Regions from separate parts of the Mus musculus genome. Here region 2 is linked to region 1. Evidence: chromatin contacts called from public promoter capture Hi-C data. All regions are on one chromosome and are shown on one strand. Each heading gives the region's core, a stretch centred on a gene start, on an enhancer-like site or on the middle of the called end of the contact. The rest is flanking DNA. Distances are from core to core; before and after follow the strand shown.

Evidence for each region. Promoter capture Hi-C pulls out the DNA fragments that hold promoters and counts their contacts.
Region 2: a contact with region 1 is called in a promoter capture Hi-C map of pre-B cells, with 3 times the contacts expected there. The contact joins the promoter of Lpgat1 here to the enhancer-like site in region 1. A contact is called at or near these places in 7 of 39 promoter capture datasets (the 3T3-L1 cell line, the HPC-7 cell line, cranial neural crest and 4 more), 1 of 115 datasets of contacts at active chromatin or transcription factors (forebrain) and 3 of 9 other capture datasets (adipose tissue, embryonic stem cells and liver).

What each region holds. Positions count from the first base shown.
Region 1 is chr1:191,351,577-191,355,015 of GRCm38.p6, forward strand. It overlaps Ppp2r5a (protein phosphatase 2, regulatory subunit B', alpha), which reads right to left. Exons shown (of 13, transcript NM_144880.4): 10 at 3,166-3,285; 11 at 2,955-3,082; 12 at 2,298-2,399; 13 at 405-1,533. The coding sequence ends at 1,401. Among named protein-coding and RNA genes, the nearest start is that of Pacc1, 27 kb to the left of the region's middle. Within about 2 kb of position 1,490, at least 35 of the 459 cell types and tissues checked have an H3K27ac peak or open chromatin away from gene starts, as enhancers often do.
Region 2 is chr1:191,716,301-191,719,739 of GRCm38.p6, forward strand. It overlaps Lpgat1 (lysophosphatidylglycerol acyltransferase 1), which reads left to right and starts at 1,724. Exons shown (of 8, transcript NM_172266.3): 1 at 1,724-1,905; 2 at 3,054-3,318. The coding sequence starts at 3,081.

The DNA of each region.
Region 1 (3,439 bases), core at 240-2,739:
TGGGATGCCCACTGCTTGAAAAGAGAGCAAAAATTACAGGCCACTGTATTACAAGGGAGTTTGTCCAGAGGTCATGGAGGCTGCTGTCACAGCAACAAAAAACCCCTGTGACCCTTCTAAACTGGTGTTTAGTTGAAACCATGTTACAGTCTCCCTGCCTTTCCCAGAACTGCTACTGCCATGGATTCTGAGATTTCCCGTTTTAGTTAAAACTAGCTTTAATGTTAAACTGTCCTAGAACACGGAGGGACAAGAAGCTTGGGATTTTATGAAAAGATCGGTTAGATGGCTAGACTCCTAATCCCTGGACCACAAGCAACCTAATTCTAATTAGAGTACATCCGTAAGTTATAATTCTCTAATATAAATATCTTCCAGAGACAAAAGAGCAAATGACATAAGGCAAAATACAAACATAGACTTTATTAAATGCTGCTCAATCCTCAGTAAAGATCTCTCATTATAAAACAGTTTTCCATACAACTGCAAGGCAAGAGGCTGGAATGGTACTGGTAACAACAGTGTGAAAAATACCTGACCAGGTAAAAACAGACAAAGCTTCTACATAGTCAGCTCTGAGGACACCTGCTGCAGTTCCTTTAAATAAAGCCAGGCAGTGACAGCTAGCAGTCTGCATCACACTGTGGGAGGGACCCAGAGCTCCACCCTGCAGGCAGGCAGGCCTGGGGACTGGCAGGGTGAGGACTGGGAAGGCCCTGCCTCCAGCCTTGGAGGAGAGGAATGAAGGAGGTGAGCCTCGGGTCCACCCGTGGCCTGTGCTGCTCCGCACACGCTCCGGGGAGCCGCTGCTGAAGGGGGGATTTGGGAACATCAGAATTTTGGTTTACTTCCCCCCCCCAACTTTAATACTTTGTGCTTCAGAAGCCTGGAAATGTCAGATGTTGTAAAACCCAGAGTATGGCAGTGTCTTTAATGAGGCTGGGCTCTTGTCCCCTGCCCACACCTCTCTAGGAGAGGTGAGGGAAGGGCAACCCCTCCGCTTATCTTACGAGGCTCTTTCCTCAGATGTACTCAAGGTGTGCAGCACCAAGGTGTGCAGCACGGTGAAAACACATGATAAAGGAAGTGTGCAGAGGACGGCTTCATCTGTGTGTGCAGCACAACCGGGCTCAAGTCGCAACACACGCTTGCCACTCCCACGATCACCTCACTCAACAGAGACAGTGACACAATCCATGATTAGACAGAGTTTACAATATACTGTGGCCGTGATACAGCACAGGGCTATGTTTTAGTCCATAATTCTTTCGCTTTTACGCTTGCCAGGAAAAACTGGCCTCCTAATTATATTATACTGATGAGGTCTGCTCTGAAGTTTTTATATATTCAAAAAAAAAAAAAAGTGTACAAAACGACCGCCCAGCAGGGGGAGCTGATCTTTATTTGGCACTGGTACTGCTGCGAATACTGTGCATGTTGTAAGCATTGTTCTGTTTCTCTAGAGCCTTCTTCAGCTGCAGCTCCTCTAGTTTTTTCCACAACTCTTCCCGTTCCAGTTCTTTCTTCTTCTCTCTGTAGAGAGATCAGCAGTTTTAATGGGAAGCTCAGGAAAGACACTGGTTGGTGGCTTTGTGGGGAGCGAGCATTACAATGCCCGTGGCTTCTGTGACACGCGTGGTATTACATGGCACTAATTCACCGTAGTCACTCGAGGCCTCTAGGTCAGCTACAGTTAACACTCAGGCCTCCTAGGGAGAGGTAGAAGCCCCACCCTTCCATACCAGCAGAAAGGCAATCTACCCACCCGTCAGTTTATGTTCAAACTGAGTGAGCTTTAAAACTAGATAAGTAAAGAAAGTACAGGCTGTAAAGGAGGGCTTTTATTTCTAGGTCTTGGTTCCCACACACCTCTCCTGCCTGTTGCTTTGTGGACTTGGATCCTGGTTCTAATTTCTACCTGAACCTTGTGAGGTTTTTGTTTGTGTCTTCCTGGCCTTAAAATCACAGAGCTCTGACTCGCTTCCTGACAGTGTGCTGACTTCAGATACCACTCTCTGATGATCCACAGCACCAGGACTATCAAGCTCTCGGGAAAAATCTTATGTCTCAGCTGAGATCAGGACGAACACGATCCGCACTTAAACCACAGTCTAACTGTTAGAGGAGGAAAGTCTTAACAAATTTATAAAAATACCGGGATTACTTTCCTGGACAATGGCTGTAGTGCTCAGAGGCTTCCAAATGATAATGCCTAACATATTCACCATAGATCCACCGACTAAGAGATGGACCTTTCTGAACTGAAGAACACAGAATTTTCAAAACTCATCAAGTACCTCTGTCTTTCGGCTTTGTAGGAACTAGTAAGGTCGTCAAAAAGCTTGCCGTTCATCTCCATGAGGGTTTTCAGCACATTGTACACCAGTGCTACAATAGTCCTGAAAGAAAGAGAAGACAGTTCTGGGTTAGAGGCCAGCAACACTGAATGCATAATTAATGCCAGATGCTAGAACTAAAGTGGAAACAGTCTAGTCTCACAGGCCAGAGATTCTAATGTTTACCCTCTTCCTATGTAGATACAATATTCTGGTTCTCTTCATGTGAGTTTTGTAGTCTCATCCTAGACCCTGGGTAGCAAGATAAAAATGTCACAGAAGTCGGAATGTCTGAATGCCATGTCTCCCTTTGGTCCTCAGTTCCTAGCTTGGGGAGGCCGGATACAGCTGGCTCAGCCGATGGCACTGGACCGCAAGCTGGTTAGACCATTTGCTGAGGAGCATCCATAGACAGCTTTATAAGGATAAGCAGTATCTACAACTATGACACTCACCTTCAGTATAGGTTACAGATCTGTCCAGGCTTCAACTAGCAAAGTAAAGACACGTGAAGTACACGCCTGTGATCTCAGCGCTGAGGCTGAGCCAAGAGTTCAAGGCTAGCCTGTGCTACTGAGACTGTATGTTAAATGGAACCCAACAACAACAGAAACTTACTGATTCCAGTGTTCTTTGGAAATTTTATACAAGCTGGCAAACATGATTGGCAGGATTTTATCAATATTCTCTTCAATCAAACTAAGAATATATTCATTATTCCAGAAGTACAGTGCTCTTTCTGCAACCTAAAAAGACACCAGAAACCTCAAAATCCGCAGGAAAAAGGATGGCACAACAACAGAATGTCACAGAGAAAGGAAGCTGGTACCTGGAAATGAGAGCTGGAGACGCACTTGGATATCTGCTTAAAAAGCGGCTCTTCAATTTTTTTGAATTGTGTTGGTTCAATGACATCTAAGATCTCTTCAATTTCTCCTAAAAACATCACCTAGGTTTAAAAAAAATTTTTTTTCCTTTTAAAAAATTTACAAATGATGCTAATGTAGACAAGGCAAATCGGTACATTAGGAAATGGGTACAGTTCACAGAGCAGGTCAAGATTGCAGTCCTAATGTAAATACATTTATTTTTATTATTATTAA
Region 2 (3,439 bases), core at 474-2,973, 360 kb after region 1:
CACAACTTGAATGGTCATCTTATTACACTTCTCTCCTTAGGTTTATTTGAAGTTCTTGGTGCCTAAAATGAAAGGAAGAATGGCCAATGAATGGGTGTATCTGACTTTTCTTTTGCTACTCATCAGTTGAGCCTCTATGGACAGTTCCTTGACAAGGCCAATTGCCTTTAATTCTTTTTAGGTGTGCTTTGTCACAGGTTGGGATGGGCCTTGAAAATACACATGAGCTACATCCCTAGCATGCCCTGTACAGTAAAATATGTTTGTGAACAGGTAAAGGATAATAATAGCTATAAAGGCTAACATACATGGAAATTATTTATATATCTATATCAATATCATACAGGTTCTGTGTAGAATAGGAATTAAAAAAATATTTTCACATGGCAAAAGGCAACTTGCCTGTCATTCCTGGATCAAAGTTGGAGGAAAGAGAGGGACAGTTTTATCAAAGCATGAACATTTTTTTGGTTTGATTTTTTTTTTTTTTTTTTGACAAGGTCTAGTAGCCTAGGCTGGCCCAGGACTCCTGGCACTCCTGCCTTAGCCTCTCTGGTGCTGGGATTATCTATGAGAACCACCACACTGGGCTTTGACATTTTCACAATAAGTGATACTCCTTCAAATATGGCAGTTCCCTAGAGACACGTGAAAACTGCCATCCTAGCTGGGCATTGTGGCTCAAACCTATGACCCCAACTTTGGGGAGAATGAGGCAGGATGTTTTCTACATGTTGAAGGCCAGCCTGAGCTATGTTATAAATTACAGATCAGCCTGGACTACATAGAAAGTAAGGCCTGGTTTTAAAAGAAGGAGAAAACAAACTGCTGCTCTAGTCACAAAGCTTTACCTATTCATAGACAGGATCTCTAACTCATTCTTTATCCTAAGCTAGCCTGAAGCTCACATCAATCCTCCTGCCTCAGCTTCTCAAGTGCTGAGATTAGGAGCATCAGCTACCACACCCAACAAGAGATACTGGGTCTGAAAGGACCCTTGGTTTTGGTGGTTTGGTTTTGTCTTAGGTATGCTGTCTGTATTCCTTATGGTGTTCAGCCTTTGAACCCAAATTCAGCTAATGTCCTAGTAGTGATCAGGGCTGGCTAGGAGTTCTTAAGGCCATTGTATTCAGTATCAAGCATGTGGCTAATTGTTTTTTCTTCATTAATTCAGTTCTATTTCTGTGCAGACCACTGGATTCTCACTGATCTGCCCCCACCGTGTGTGTGTGTGTGTGTGTGTGTGTGTGTGTGTGTGTGTGTGTGTGTAGCGGGATTGAAAATGTTGTCATTCAGGTTTCAGGTGCTTTCCAGAAACAAGAACTCTGGCACTTAAAACAATTGATTTAAAACACTAGACCGTAATGCCTTGGGGAGGTTCAGAAGAAAAGCTCTGAGCCCAAGCGAGTTTCTTTAGGAATGAAAAGGAGAAAGCGTGCCAGCCTGGGGCGGCCAAAGGAGCCGCAACAATGCAGCGCAGCGGCCCTTTTGGCTGAAAGGGGTCCAGGAGGGCCCGAAAGGTCCGCGCGCGCTGGCAGAGCTGGCCTTCTTCCTAGACCTTTCCGAGCAGCGTTCTGCCCCGCCCGACTCGGAGCTCGGCGACGTCCGGGGCCTAGGCCGGGCGGCCCGGGGCGCCCTCGACCGCGCACTAGGGGGTCCGTGGGGCGGGCCGCGCCGCGCCTTCGTTAGAGGGCGCTCAGGGGCGCCGCCGCTTCCTCCCGCCAACCCGCCCCGCCGGCCGGGGCGCACGCAGCCACCGGGCCCTGGGGAGCGAGCGAGTCTCCACGCCGCCCGGGACCTGGAGCCGGGAGGGCCGCGCCGCCGCTGCCGCCGCCGCCGCCTCCTTCCGCCGGCCATGCATTCTTCCGGCTCCCGCAGCCCGGGCTGGGTCCCGGCCTGCCCAAGGTAAACCTGGGGCGCGGCGGGCCGGGCCCGGGAGGCGCTGGGGGCGGGGAAGGGTGCCGTTGGTCGCGTGGCCTGTGGAGGAGGCGGCGGCGGCCCGAGGGCCGAGGGCGCGGTAGGCCCGGGGAGGAGGCGGAGGCGGGGGCGCGGGGCATCGCCCGCCTCCCCGGGACCCGCCCCGGTGACAGGTCCGGCCTCTGAGTCCCCACCGCGCCTCTGTCCGCAGGCAGCCGCGAGGGGACTAGGGCGCCCGCGCGCCCGCTCGCGCCGCGCCTCGGGCCGCCTGGGCCGCCGCAGCCGCGTCCATGACCGCGACCCCCGGGCCAGGGACTCCCGCCGCCGCCGCCGCCGCCGGCCCTCGGCCCTGTCGCCGCTCGCCGCTCGCGCCCACTGAGGTGAGCCCGCCGAGGAGGATACCTGGCCGAGGGGAGCCCTCTGTGGAGAGCCCGCTGAGGGGACCCGGCGGAGGAGAGCCCGCCGCGGCGACCCGGAGGCCGTCCGGCTCCTCACCTGAGGAAACCGCTGCCCGAGCCTCCTCAGCCGGGCGTCGCGGGCTCCACGGGCTCCGCATCCCTCGCCCCTCGGCTTCACCTTCTGGTCCCGCTCCCCTCCCCCTCCCCGCCGGCTTCCTCTCATCTTCCTCCTTCTCCTCCTCCTCCTTCCTGGGCCCCTCTCCTTTCCTTTCCCCTTCAGTGGCGAGGAAAAGCAAGCACCCCGCTCTTGCGGACGAGCCCTTGGGGGAGCCCCGGTAAAGGCATGGCCGGGCGTTTCAGGACCGGCGTGGCGGGACCTCCGGCCGGCGGGTCCTGGTCCGGGTCCAGGTCCGGGGCAGCGTGCGGAGACCGAGGGTCGCAGTGCGGGGCCGCCACCGGCTAGCGGGACGGTCTAGCGTTGGTTAACTGTGTTCCGCCGTGGCCCGTGCCCCGCAGAACGGCTCTCTTGACCTTGTGCGGCTCCTCCCTCCTCACTGTCCCCCTCTGGAATTTGCCCTCGAGATCGCCAGGCGGGCGAGCGAGCGAGCGAGCGAGCGCTGCATCTGGAGAGCGTAGACCCTCGCGTTTTCTTGTATTTTTGTGCTGGAGATTTCTGTGCTGCTGCCGCCGACTGCACCCATTTTTCCTTTTGAAATGATTTTTTCCTTTCATCCCCAGAAAGACAGGACCGACGCCAATGTAAGAATGGCCGTGACCGTGGAAGAAGCTCCGTGGCTGGGCTGGATTGTAGCGAAAGCCCTGATGAGATTTGCCTTCATGGTCGCCAACAACCTGGTCGCTATTCCATCCTACATCTGCTATGTAATTATACTGCAGCCACTCCGAGTGCTGGACAGTAAGCGCTTCTGGTATATCGAAGGACTCATGTACAAATGGCTTTTAGGAATGGTGGCTTCCTGGGGCTGGTATGCTGGATACACAGGTAAGAGGGAGAGCACTTTAATGCCCAGGAACCAATTTGCAATGCTATGCATAAGTCAGGAGCCATGATTGAATCTATGTTGTGCTTTGAGTTGAGAATGCCTTGGCTATTAGGAACAAAT